2 separate regions of the Zea mays genome follow, and region 2 is linked to region 1. A link is a contact called in public Hi-C data. All regions are on one chromosome and are shown on one strand. The core of a region is the stretch at or near the end of the contact, and the rest is flanking DNA. Distances in the headings are between cores, read along the strand shown.

Region 1 (7,122 bases), core at 2,193-4,692:
TCAGCTGTTGGAGTTTGGGAAGCAGAAATAGATGAAGCTGAAGAAGGCACAGCTGCTGTGGTTGCACCAGCTGCCCCTCCTGTTGCTGCTGCAGAATCTGTTACAGCTGTGGCTGTAGTTGAAGATGGCTTTGTTAGGGTTGTAGCTGCAGCTGCAGCAGATCCAGCTGAGGCAAGTGATGAATCTTGGATGACTGGCTGAGTTGTTGCCGTTGCCAGCTGCACCTGACTACCATCAGCTTGTTGTGTTTGAGATTGTAAGCCCTGCAAATAACAAAAAAAGGTAAAAAGAAATCGTCACTTACAGCATAGTTCTAGACATCCATAAGAAGTTACTGAAGGTATGGACATACATGGCAGACTTGAGCATGTTCTTGCACTTGACGATGCACAATTTGTGTCCCACAACGATTGCAAACAACAGGAGAGTTCCCATATGCACAAGCAGTACCATGTGTGACACAGGCAGATAGCTCTCCATGCCATTGGCATCCACTCTTATTATACAGGCAATAGACCGCGACTTTGCCAATAGTCTCAGCAAGGGTTTTATTTGATTCCACAAGAGGCTGTAGATTGCAAAATATGTAGTAAGACGAGTGCCATTACTTCACTACAAAACTCATTGGATATGCATACCTTGGAATCAGCTTCTGTTACAAGGTATCCATCATAAGGACAAGCTTGTGTGGTTGCCACTACATATGCCAAGCAGGATTTGCAGTAGAGATGTGTGCATTGAGTTTGTAGGGCCTCATTCGGATATACAAGTGTCCGGCAAACAGGGCAGAAATATTCACCAGGAAGGGATTGAATACTCAAGATGCATTCATTATCAAACCCCATTGCTGAAACTTGTTAAAATTTGCCCAGTGTCCCAGTCAAATATCAAGCCTGCACAAATAAATGAATAAGCCTAAATGCTGCATATGCGCTATGTGCTGAAAAGAAAAGAAACAGAAACCCAACAAAAAAATGCATGTCAACGATTCAGGAAATGGCAAAAAAAACATAAATACTTCATTGACAAAAACTTCTTGATAAGGCAGCAAGTTACAAACAGGTGGCAGTCACTCTACAATGACAGCATAAGCACACACAGAAAGGAAAAAGATTGAACTTAAAACGCACTACATATTACAAAGTATATTCATTTATTCAAACAGCTTGTACAATATAATTCCAAATATAAACTCAGTAAAAATGTTTCCTAGGCTAAAGCTATCAGGCTAGTGTTGGCAACTAATAAAAACACTTGATATGCACAGCACAAAAAAAATGATGGCAGCTAATAAATGCAGCAAAAGAACAACATCAGAAAAAAGACCAGTCAACCAATATTATGGAAGGCCAATAGCTAGCTGCTACCTCACCTACCTCCTGCCTAGCAATTACCTGCCATGTAACCTGTTTAGTTGCTATCAGCGCTAAGCACCACTCCACCCCTGCGGCCCTGCCTAGCACATTATAGTGAATAAAATAATATCTCCCCGGACCAAAGAATCGGCCCCTGCCAAGTTCAAGGACCGCCCGTGAAATTTTGGCAAACAAAGCAAGCAGCCAAGCTTGAGTCAAGATTGAGGATGAACTCCTGGCTGCTGCTGCTTGAGAACAAGGAAGTGAGTTCGTTCCTCATGCCCATCCTCAAGCAGTCAATCTGAAGCAGCAGGAGTGGTCCTTCACGCTCCAGGTGCCGGTTAAAGGACCTGGTGACTTCAAATTAAGGCATCATCAAGAGACTAAAAACAGCAACAAGCCCACAGTCCTGAATTTTCAGGGTACACACCACTGCAACTAACTAAATTCGCGTACTACCCACTCAAGATTATTGTGACAGGTTAGTTAGTGAATTACAGCTAGTAGCTAATAATTTGGTCAAGTTAAGAACAGCACATGTATGAATATTTTTCCCTTATATCATTAGTAAGCACTAGATAGCTGTGAAGCGTGACTTGTATTACTTCATAATGGCTTAACAACCAGCAAAAGAATGATTCTTCTCTTGAAAGGGAAAACACTATGAACCTATTTTGACGAGCTAGCTATAAAATGTCACTAGATGGAACCAGAAACAAAGGTCTACACTATGTGGTTCCCGTAATCAGTGGCAGAGCTTCTGCAGGCCAATAGGGATCATGGACATCCCTGAACTTCTGTGAATTCTATTAGTTTCAATCATTTGGCTCAACAACAATAAAAGAGTAGTATTGTTCTTCGATGATTAGACCCTCCTGGGTTTAGGTCCAAGCTATGCCACTGCTTGTAGTGATATACATCTATAAAATACATAGCGAAAGTATGCTTTTGTGCAACTATTTTCTAGGCAATGCTACCCTTAATCATTTTTACACGTCTAAAAGAGGTGCCTAACAGATGTCATCATGCAAGGGCATCATCTATCCCATTCTAAAAAGCTTTCAATAATGGGTAGATAGGATAAGTGCCTCCTCAGTATCATTCAGATTAAATCGAATTCTAAAGGTCACACATCTAAAAGATGGGCTTTTAGACTAAATAAATTCACATGACGCATAGGTAGGATAAGTACCTCCTCTGTATCATTCAGATATTCAATAATGGATTCACACACATAGGTTTTCGAATTCTAAAGGTCACATATCTAAAAGATGGAATTTTAGACCAAATAGAATTCACATGACGCGTAGATAGGACAAGTATCTCCTCTGTATCATTCAGACATTCAATAATGGATTTGTACACGTGGAATTTTTTTAAAAAAGAACCTTGTGATGTGACCATGGAAATAACAGGATTTTGCATGCTATATAGGGGGTGTTTGGTTCTGTGGACTAAAGTTTAGCCCGGGTCACATCAAGCGTTTGACTTTCAAATAGGAGTATGAAATATAGACCCAACCAACTGTACTAGATTCGTCTCACTTTTTAATCTTCGGCTGAGAAATTAGTTTTATAATCCGACTACATTTAATACCCCGAACGGAGGTTCAAACATTCGATGTGATAGGGGCTAAATTTTAGCAGGGGCAAACCAAACACCCCCATAGAACCTTCACATCCAATCCAAGTATGCCTATTAGAAATAGAAATGGCACCCTTGCTGCCCCATCTATCCGATTCTCGCGCACCAGCAACTCGGTCTACTGCTGTCAGTAATCAATCACAGATCAAATCCACAAAAATCAAACCCTAACACCGATGCAGCAAACAAATCAACAGACCAAGCACCGGGTGTGAGTCTTGTACCCAAACCTCAGTCAATACTCAGAGGTAGAGGTGGAACGATCCTAACCTTAACGAGGTAGAGGCCGAGAGCTACTGGTGGGCGTGAGGATAACGTGGGAGCGGAGGTTCGCGGCGTTGAGGATGATACGGCGCCTCGTCAGGATCCCGTAGGAAGTTGAGGATGGCGGCGATGTAGGCAGCGGCGCACTAAACCCTAGACCCTAGTCTCCATGGTAGATGCGAGCGCAGAGCGAGCAGACGAAAGAAGACGCTCGGGGGTCGGGGATGCCGGATGGGGCCGAGTGGCCTTGTTCGTTCGTTTAGGCCATTCCCAACCGGGATCGTGGCCCGATCCGGCGATCCCCGCGGATGCACCTGACAATATCGGCCCACGATAGAAGTTACGTTCGGTTAGGCCACGTGGGTTTTATGGCCGGATCGATTCCAACCAGAACCTCACAGGTTCTCATGGCAATTGATGGAATTCGGATCAGCAAATGTCCATTCGTAACTATATTTTACAATCAATATTTACTAGTGACCATACACGCGCAGAAATTTATATCCATATTTTTCTCATCGGATTTTGGAGGAGTTATAGATATACGTTGATATGACTGACGCAATCATCTTTCAACAATTCAATAGTATAATTAATTATTTTTTTCTCAATTCACTATCGTACACAATTAAAATGCAATAAAAATTAATATGGACTTATGGGTCGGCTGGAGTTTAGAAGGGGCAACTGCTGGCTGTGTTGTGGCCTATGGAAATTGGAAGGAGGCACGACACATGAAGCTAGTAAGACCAACTTCAGCAACGTCGCCCTCCGTATCTGTATCCTAGGGAGCGCCTGTGGGGGACGGATATCCCCGGGTCCACCAGAAGGATAAGAGACCTCACGAGAGGCCCGTGGGCCCAATAATTCGCAAGGTCATCACTTCGTGGGCCTAGGGAGGAACGTCTAGTGAAGCGGATTGACACAAGACTAGATCGACGCAAGCCCAGACGACCTGATGAATTCGAGCAGTGATCACAACAGTGACCCGACCTTCCAGCGCAGGGGCCTCATACATCAGAACCGAGCGAGGATGGGTCGGCTGAATTATAGGAAGATAGACTCAGTCAGTTCACTATTACTTAGGCACATGTCGTTATCATATCCGCATGTAACACCCCACGGTCGAGTATATAAGGCCTAGGGGCACCCTTTCAAAAAGAGAGACATCACTACTTAGCCATCCACCTGGCCCTCTACGTTTCCAACACTAGAGAGCCTCCTTGTAACCCACCACATAAAGTACTCGCATCAGGACGTAGGGTATTACGCATCTCCAAGCGGCTCGGACCTGTATAAAACTGTCCACTGCCTCTCGTGCATTAGCACGAACCATCGAGCTACAGTCGGTAACACCGGCCTACTCCAAAAAGCACCTTAAGGGGCAACCCCGGGTGCGCAGTCGGACCCAAAACACCGACAGCTGGCGCGCCAGGTAGGGGGGGTGTCACCGATCCAAGCTAGCTCAATGGTCGTCACCTTCCAGCACAAGATCATCCTTCGTACCGGGTCTGTGTTCTGCTTCGGAACTATCTCATCTGTAGCAGATGAAGAGGGAACTCTGCATCGCATCGCGGATCCACCAGAAAGAAAGTCTTCCTCAAAGATCTCCAAGAAAATCGGAGCGAAGCAGGAAGAAGCGCAACCTCCAGCGCTCCGAGAAAAGACCACCTTCAGCAAGCTAGGAGCCGGGGGTCCGTCTACCCGGAGAACTCCGTTGTCCACCTCTCCGACAGAAAAATGGATACGGATCACAAAGAAAAAGGAAGCGAATGAGGCAAAGGATCGTCAAGCTGCTCTTTCTGTGTCTCCGTCCTCAAAGGAGGGCAGAAAGAGAATCGTCGCGACAACTGTTTCGTTCTACCCCGACATCCTCTTCATCGGGAGAAGAGTGGAATCAAATCCTATCTCCAACGATGAACTGACTGCACCAGGAGAAGAACCTCTTCAGCGGGAATCTCGCCGGCGGAGGAACCGACGCCGAAATATTCGGCGACATCATGAAGCCGGAGAACGGAATCCGGCGCAGCCCGTATCACGAGACGAGGTCTCAGAAGTGGGAGAAACTCCAGAAGAATGGGTCCTCAGAGAAAGAAGGAACTCTCGACGACGTGATCGTCGACAGGCACAAGAGCAGGCTGAGCAAGAAACAAGGCAACGTCGAGAGAATCCACTCTTCGGACGCAACCTGAACCCCGACTTTGCCCGAGCCATGAACACGCCGAGTGAAGTTGGTGGAGTATTGGCTCGGATAGCTGATGGCCTCCCCCGGACTCCAGACGCCGAGGGCTATCGACGACTGTTCACTCGAGCAGCCAACCACCTTCTACCACTCGCTCATCCGCCGAGCGATCTACGACACGCCATCAACAGTCGATGGGACGCACGGAGCTCCATCAACGCTTCGCGTGAACGACGACACGAGAATGAGATCTGTCGCCGAGAAGAGTATGACCGGGATCACGACATCCCGGCATGGAGTCAGGCCACCAGGACTGAGTCGGCAATGACTTCGACTGGTGGCACCACCTGGGGACGGTCGAGGCACCACGACAACCACTCCCCTCCCCAGGACAGACATCATCATCGACGACAAGAGGACACGTGTGGAGTATCGGCGCTTACTCCACGCCTCAGGGCCATTCAGTGGCCCCTAACTTCAAGGTCTCCAAACGTTGACAAATATGAACCCAAGCAGGATCCGGGAGGCTGGCTGGCCGTCTACACCGCTGCCGCCCGAGCTGCTAGGGCAACCGAAGATGTGATGACCACGTACTTGCCTATTGTCCTTGGGCAAGACGCGCTGCAATGGCTGCGACACCTACCCCGACATTGCATCGACGACTGGAGCGACTTCAGTCGGCGCTTCACCGCCAACTTTCAATCTCTCTCCGACAAACCGGCGCAACCATGGGACCTCAAATCCATCAAGCGCCGGGGGGACGAAACTCTTTGGTCGTACCTCAAAAGATTTCAGACCATGAGAAATCGTATCCCCGAGGTCGCGGAAGCAGCAGTGATCGAGGACTTCTACCGGGGATCCAATGACTCGGCCTTCGTCCGAGCCATACTACAGAAGGCGCCGACCACTTCTGAGCAGCTATTCCGGGAAGCCGACCTCTACATCACCGCCGATGAACGAGCTCAAGACCTTATCGGAGGAGCAAAGCCTGCACCGGCAGCACCACGACGCGACACGAACCAGCAACCCGACAAACGCTGGGAGAAGAGGCCTCGTGAAGAGGTCCACGCCGCCGGACCGCCCGCCTCTCGCGCTCGAGGGGGACCTCACGGAGGCGAGCGCACGCTGGACGACATCCTCGACGCCCAGTGCCTGTACCACAAGGACATGCGCCACACCCTCCGGAACTGCAGAGACTTCAAGCATTCCATGGGGAACGGCCGACCCTTCCAGCCTCTACCTCCTCCCCCGCCGCGAGGAGGACCAGGAGAACCTCGACAACCCCAGCAGCTGGAGGAGGGAGGAGGTGGAGCCTTCCCACGCGTTGACAGAGAAGTCAACGTCATCTTCGGCGGACACGGGTCGCAAGAAAGCAAGAGACAACAAAAGCTCAACGATCGTTAGATACTGGTGGCGGCCACCGGTCCTCCCGCCCCATACCGATGGTCTGAGCACCCGATCACCTTCACCCGGGCAGATCAGTGGCTCAACTTCGACCACCCAGGCAAGTACCTGCTCCTTGTCGATCCGATGATCCGAGAGAGCAGGGTAAAGAAGGTATTAGTGGACGGGGGAAGCAGCATCAATGTCACCTTCCCCCGGACGCTCCAAGGCTTGGGAGTCCCCCTCAAAGAGCTCCACGAGTCGGACACACCCTTCTTCGGCATCGTGCCGACT
Region 2 (7,122 bases), core at 3,069-5,568, 200 kb after region 1:
TTGTCTTCTTGGCGCATGTATGAGATGCACCTGGCTTTGTCCCTTAAAGCCGGGTGTGACATGGTTTGTGCATCCGCTGTCGATAATCCAGCTTGAACCCCCGGATGCATAAACCTGCAAGACAAATTTAGGCTTGGGACTTAGGTACCCAACTCTTGTTGGGTCCTACAAGGTTAGTCACAATTGTCTTAGGGACCCAAATGCAAGTTTTATCATCCTTACATTTTGCCCCTAATTTCCTAGCAACTATCTTCCTATCCTTTCTACAAATAGCAAAGGAAGCATTTAAAGCATGATATATTGTAGAAGGACCATCCATAACTTTCCTAGAAACATGAACAATATTCTTTCTAGGCACATGATGAACATATCTCCTAAACATATCTCTATCATGAATATAAGAAGAACTAGAAGCAAACATAGCATGTGAATTATAAGCATGTGAATCATAACTTCTATAGTCATTTCTAGCATGTCTCCTATTATGATACATAAAAGCATGGTTCTTTTTTGTACTACTTGCCATAGGAGCCTTCCCTTTCTCCTTGGCGGGGATGGGAACCTTATGGCTTGTTAAGTTCTTGGCTTCCCTCTTGAAGCCAAGTCCATCCTTAATTGAGGGGTGTCTACCAATCGTGTAGGCATCCCTCGCAAATTTTAGCTTATCAAATTCGCTCTTGCTAGTCTTAAGTTGAGCATTAAGACTAGCCAATTCATCATTAAGTTTGGAAATTGAAACTAGGTGTTCACTACAAGCATCAATGTCAAAATCTTTACACCTATTACAAGATGCAACAATTTCTACACAAGATGTTGATTTACTAGCTACTTCTAACTTAGCATTCAAAACATCATTAATGCTCCTTAAGTTAGAAATTGTCTCATGGCAAGAAGATAATTCACAAGAAAGCATTTCATTTCTTTTAACTTCTAGAGCATGAGATTTTTGTGCTTCTACAAATTTGTCATGTTCTTCATACAACAAATCCTCTTGCTTTTCTAAAAGCCTATTCTTATCATTCAAGGCATCAATCAATTCATTAATTTTATCTACCTTGGTTCTATCTAGGCCCTTAAATAAACATGAATAATCTATTTCATCCTCATCACTAGATTCGTTCTCACTTGAAGAAGCATAAGTAGAGTTTCGAGTACATACCTTCTTCTCCCTTGCCATAAGGCATGTGTGACGCTCGTTGGGGGAAGAGGGATGACTTGTTGAAGGCGGTGGCGGCGAGTCCTTCATTGTCGGAGTCGGAAGAGGAGCAATCCGAATCCCACTCCTTGCCTAGATGAGCCTCGCCTTTTGCCTTCTTATAGTTCTTCTTCTTCTCCCTCTTGTTCCCTTGATCCTGATCACTATCATTGTCGGGACAGTTAGCAATAAAATGACCAAACTTACCACATTTGAAGCATGAGCGCTTCCCCTTTGTCTTGGTCTTGCTTGGCTGCCCCTTGCGACCTTTTAGCGCCGTCTTGAATCTCTTGATGATGAGAGCCATCTCTTCATCATTAAGTCCGGCCGCCTCAATTTGTGCCACCTTGCTAGGTAGCGCCTCCTTGCTTCTTGTTGCCTTGAGAGCAAGAGGTTGAGGCTCATTGATTGGACCATTCAATGCGTCGTCCACGTATCTTGCTTCCTTGATCATCATTCGCCCGCTCACGAACTTTCCAAGTATCTCCTCGGGCGTCATCTTGGTGTACCTAGGATTCTCACGAATATTGTTTACAAGATGAGGATCAAGGACAGTAAAAGACCTTAGCATTAGGCGGACGACGTCGTGGTCCGTCCATCGCGTGCTTCCATAGCTTCTTATCTTGTTGACAAGGGTCTTGAGCCGGTTGTACGTTTGGGTTGGCTCTTCTCCCCTTATCATAGCGAATCTCCCGAGTTCGCCCTCCACCAACTCCATCTTGGTGAGCATTGTGACGTCATTCCCCTCAGAGAGATCTTGAGGGTGTTCCAAATTTGCTTGGCGTTATCCAAGCCGCTCACTTTGTGGTATTCATCCCTGCACAATGAAGCTAGAAGAACAGTAGTAGCTTGTGCATTTTTATGAATTTGCTCATTAATGAACATGGGACTATCCGTACTATCAAAGTGCATTCCACTCTCTACAATCTCCCATATACTAGGATGGAGAGAGAACAAGTGACTACGCATTTTGTGACTCCAAAATCCGTAGTCCTCTCCATCAAAATGAGGAGGTTTACCAAGTGGAATGGATAATAAATGAGCATTTGTACTTTGAGGAATACGAGAGTAATCAAAAGAAAAGTTCGAATTGACCGTTTTCTTTTTCTCGTAGTCGTCGTCGTCCTTTTGGGAAGAAGAAGATTCGTCGCTGTCGTAGTAGATGATTTCCTTGATGCGCCTTGTCTTCTTCTTCTTCCCGTCTTTGCGCTTGTGGCCCGAGCCCGAGTCGGTAGGCTTGTCATCCTTCGGCTCGTTGAAGATAGACTCCTTCTCGTTGTTGTTGACCACCATCCCCTTTCCCTTAGGATCCATCTCTTCGGGCGATTAGTCCCTTCTTGAAGAAAACGGCTCTGATACCAATTGAGAGCACCTAGAGGGGGGGGGGGTGAATAGGTGATCCTGTAATACTTAAAACTTAAGCCACAAAACTTGGTTAAGTGTTAGCACAATAATCACCAAGTGGCTAGAGAGGAGTCTCAACAAAACACAATAACCACAAAGATATCAATCACAGAGATGGCACGGTGGTTATCCCGTGGTTCGGCCAAGACCAACGCTTGCCTACTCCACGTTGTGGCGTCCCAACGGACGAGGATTGCAATCAATCCCTTTCAAGCGGTCCAAAGACCCACTTGAATACCACGGTGTTTTGCTTTGCTTTTCTTAATCCCGTTTGCGAGGAATCTCCACAACTAGGAGTCTCTCGCCCTTACACTTGAAGTTCACAGAGAAGCACGGAGTAAGGGGGGGATTAGCAACTCACACAAGACACAAAGATCACAGCAAATACGCACACACAAGACCCAGACTTGAGCTCAAGAGACTAGCACACTAGAACGGAGCTCAAATCACTAGAATGTCGAACAAGTGCGCAAGAATAGAGTGTGAGTGATCAAGAGTGCTCAAGGTATGCTTGGTATTCTCCTCCATGCGCCTAGGGGTCTCTTTTATAGCCCCAAGGCAGCTAGGAGCCGTTGAGAGCAATCTGGGAAGGCAATTCTTGCCTTCTGTCGTCTGGCGCACCGGACAGTCCGGTGCACACCGGACACTGTCGGGTGCCTGATTTCTTTCCTTACATGGCGAAACCGACCGTTGGCAGACTTGGAGCCGTTGGCGCACCGGACAGTCCGGTGCCCCCTTCTAGCCGTTGGCTTGGCCACGTGTCCCGCGCAGATCGCGCGGCCGACCGTTGGCTCACCGGACAGTCCGGTGTACACCGGACAGTCCGGTGAATTATAGCCGTACGTCGCCGGTGAATTCCCGAGAGCGGCCACTTCGCTCGAACCAGCCTGGCGCACCGGACACTGTCCGGTGCACCACCGGACAGTCCGGTGCTCCCAGACTGAGCAGATTCTTGGCTGCTCGAGCCAAGATATTTCCAATTAGATTTTTCCTGTTTCCAGCACTTAGATACAATACATTAGTCCATAAAACAATGTACTAAGTCTGAGAAACATACCTTTATCCTTGGTTTGTACTTTGTCCACCATTTTACACTTAAGCACTTGTGTTTGAAACTAAATCACCAAAATACTTAGAAATGGCCCAAGGCACATTTCACTTTCAATACAGTCTCGTGAAACCGATGGGTGGAGGAAACCCGAGAGAGACTGACACCCCAACTACGAGCTCAATAGGTGCTTTAGGAGAGCTGAGACCGTGAAGGACGGCAACGACAAAGATAGCGTGGGCGCGATGGGCACCACCGGAGCACCCGTAGCTAAAGCCAACAACCAAGGCAGCAAGAACCCCCACTCCCAGTAGCTTCGCGCCCGTGCCCGCGGCGGCAGCAATGGGCAGCCATGTGGAGGGCAGTGGTGGTGTGAGGTCGTAGACGGTGGCAGGGGCGACACCGAGGCGCCCTCCCATGCTCCCGTGCGTGGTGGCATAGTAGGGACAGGAGGGGGAGCCACGATCCGGACCTATGGTAGGACCCCGAGCAATCCGACGTGGGCATTGGCGGCCTATGGTCCGTGCGACCAGACGTTGGCGGCGGGGGTGATGGGAGAGGGAGAGGGGGGGATCTCGCCGGGGATGGCTGGCCGGCACCGACCGCTGCAGCCTGCAGGCGACGTCACATGGGAGGAGAGGGGAGGGGGAGAGAAAAGAAAACACTAGCTCTACAACATATTGAAGGAGTGAATAAGTTAATAGCCTATAGGGCAAGAATACATATAAGCCCAAGGGGCAAAACATCAAAAACACAAAACTCTAAACAGGATTGATAGCTGATTTTAGTAAAGGGAGAAAATAACCCAAAAAAATTACATCAAACCCGGCTAAACATTATCCTAACTCCACTAGATTCCTTCAAAACAAATAAAGCGACGAGTTTTGACTGGAATTTGTTGAAGTGTATAAGTGGATTGATTACCTTTTAGCATCAGCTTACACTTTTGGTTTGAACTAGTTAGTGTGTCCACACTAACATGGTATCAAAGACAGAGGTCTCAAATTTGAATCCTATCAGTAACTTTATTTATGGTTCCACCATTTTATTTCCATGTTTACGTCTTTCTATAAATGGATTGACTAATGTTGGAGTGTATAAATGAATTGACTAATGTTGAAGTGTACAAATGGATTGACTAATGTTGGAGTGTATAAATGGATTGGCTAACTTTTTCTATTAAATTAAACTGGTTAGTGCATACGTCCTAACATAATTCACGTTATTATGAACAGAAGCACGGCTTCCTGCTCGAGCCGTCCTCATGAGCAAAATTGCACTCAGATCACTTTATTCAGCACTATTGTTCGTCTCTGTACAATGATCTGTGACACGGAACACCGAAGGGACATACACACACAAGCCATTTTCATCGACGACCGCAGTTTATGCTTGCTATTTGTAACAGCTAACATAACATAAATGGTGAATCTTGATCCTATACCTAACTTCCCAAGAATGGCCTGCACCGTGTGGAGCGAAGCTAACTTCAGCGAGAGGTTCACTGGATTAATTCCAGTGAACCTCTCCAGCTCTCCAGGACTATTTCTACTCAGGTTTGTCATGGAAGGCCTTCGAAATTATTGGCCTCACGTCATCTGAGTCCACGAGGCTCTCCAGGAACGGGAGTAACTCGATTAATTCCTGGTCTGCGGGGTCATCAAACCAGCTCTTAATTGGTATGCCGTTATCCACTTGCAACTGGAAAACCTGGACAAAGAAATGCTTCATTAATTAACAAAAAATAATGAATACATATATAGTATGTAAATATTTCATATAGCAAAAAGGCTCTGATGAAAAGATAGTTTAGTTCTTGCCACCTCTAGCTCAGAAGGAAATAGATACATGCCAGGAGACCAATATATCACAGCATATAGTGCTAGACTAGACTTACCAGAGATCAAGATAGAAGTAACAAGGGAAATGCATCTGCCAGAACAGATAATCGATAAAGCACAAACTTTGTATACATTGGAAAGGGATTCTACCTGTGGAGTATTGTCAACTATTGCAACTTTCGCCAAGTCGATCCCCAAGATTGTCAGATCCTTTGTATAGCAACCGTCAGAGAATATACAAGATTCACGATAAATACGCCGTGAGATATATTTTCCATCAGGATCAAGTTTATCTATAAGTTGCTCAGCATAGATTCTCTGACTAGCTGTGAAAATGACAAGCTCAAACATCTGAGCAACCTTCTCAAGAAACACTTTCAGGTAAGGCCTTTTCTTCACATACACTGTGTGATTTTTCATATTGAAGAAAACTTCTAGGGTAAAATCAGCACTGTCGCACTGATCCAATGTTGAATGTACAAGAGTCTCTGCATATGAGAAACCGTTAGACTATCATACAAAGAATACTGGAGTAAAAATGTTTATATTACAACTGAATTTCACATTCCTGATCATGACATGCAAATAACATAAAATATTAACTAAAACATAATAATAACATGCCAGTAGCTAGTGAACATATACTGAAAAGTACCAGGAATTTAAAAGAAACATTCAAAAGTAATATTCCATGTGAAGTTAGTACTGCTTACCGTCCAAATCAAGCACAAGAGTCACATGTTTTGTTCTCACTGGTGTTTTCAGTAAGTGGTTGGGCGAGTCAACATCCATTAAATCAGGCAGACATCTAGAAAGTAGCTTTTGATCTAGATATTCAGTTTCAACATCTCCTGCGTCAGAGCTACTTTCAGTTTCTGAATCTGTTGGTTTTGTACGAAGGTATAAGGATGTTTCATCAGGGTCCGTTGTGACATTGTCTGCCAGAACCGCATCATCACTGTTACTGAGTTTTGGTGTATCATCTAGAGACAGACGAGCCACGGGCCACTCTACCATGTCAACTAAATTCATACAATCATTGTAGGAAGTACTAACTTCATTTGTAAAACCCATCAAACTATCAAATTGGAGAGCCGAGAAGTTTTCTGAGACATAGAAGTCCAGAACATCCCAAACTTGTAATTCAGTTGTGGTATTGTATCCTTCATCATTGCCACCAAGAATCAAGTGAAGGAGCTCAGTGCTTTCATCCATTGCTGCAATTGACAGATAATGAAAAGAAAAGTCAATGAAGAATTATCAGGGCCTTCAGCAACCAAATATCAGATAGATGGCCAATAATTGGATGAACTAAAAAAACACAAACTGATAAAAAGTACAAATGTCAGCAGCCAAGACATCCAATACAGGAATGTAAATTTATAGACACCTGAAGTCAAGTTGCCACAGAAAACTTGGAAGCTAAGCCGTGTTACCTGCAGCATTGTAGTTTATCTCTTTCAACTGAAGATCACTGCAGACTGGATCTGGTGACAGGATACTCTCAAGGTCTGATGACGATGGTACTTGTATTGGAACCTGAAAATTATTTTTGTAATAGGTTGAGTATTCAATACTGCATAACATCTCAAAACACATCGAAACAAAGATGCAGTACTGTAGGAAATTACATG

Evidence for each region. Hi-C and Micro-C count contacts between places; a contact is called where the count stands out from the background.
Region 2: a Hi-C map of leaf shows a contact between it and region 1, with 8 times the contacts expected there. The contact joins the promoter of LOC100193913 here to the promoter of LOC100384168 in region 1. A contact is called at or near these places in 7 of 25 Hi-C or Micro-C datasets (bundle sheath, ear and leaf) and 2 of 3 datasets of contacts at active chromatin or transcription factors (leaf and seedling).

Annotation. Positions count from the first base shown.
Region 1 is chr3:222,135,593-222,142,714 of Zm-B73-REFERENCE-NAM-5.0, forward strand. LOC100384168 reads right to left here and starts at 3,443. Exons shown (of 10, transcript NM_001362246.1): 1 at 3,270-3,443; 2 at 639-893; 3 at 353-568; 4 at 1-263. The coding sequence starts at 845.
Region 2 is chr3:222,330,645-222,337,766 of Zm-B73-REFERENCE-NAM-5.0, forward strand. LOC100193913 reads right to left here and starts at 4,319. Exons shown (of 1, transcript NM_001363817.1): 1 at 3,583-4,319. The coding sequence starts at 4,066. The coding sequence ends at 3,761. It overlaps LOC100283041 (CTD-phosphatase-like protein), which reads right to left. Exons shown (of 7, transcript NM_001412291.1): 4 at 6,925-7,027; 5 at 6,202-6,705; 6 at 5,639-5,976; 7 at 4,886-5,357. The coding sequence ends at 5,196.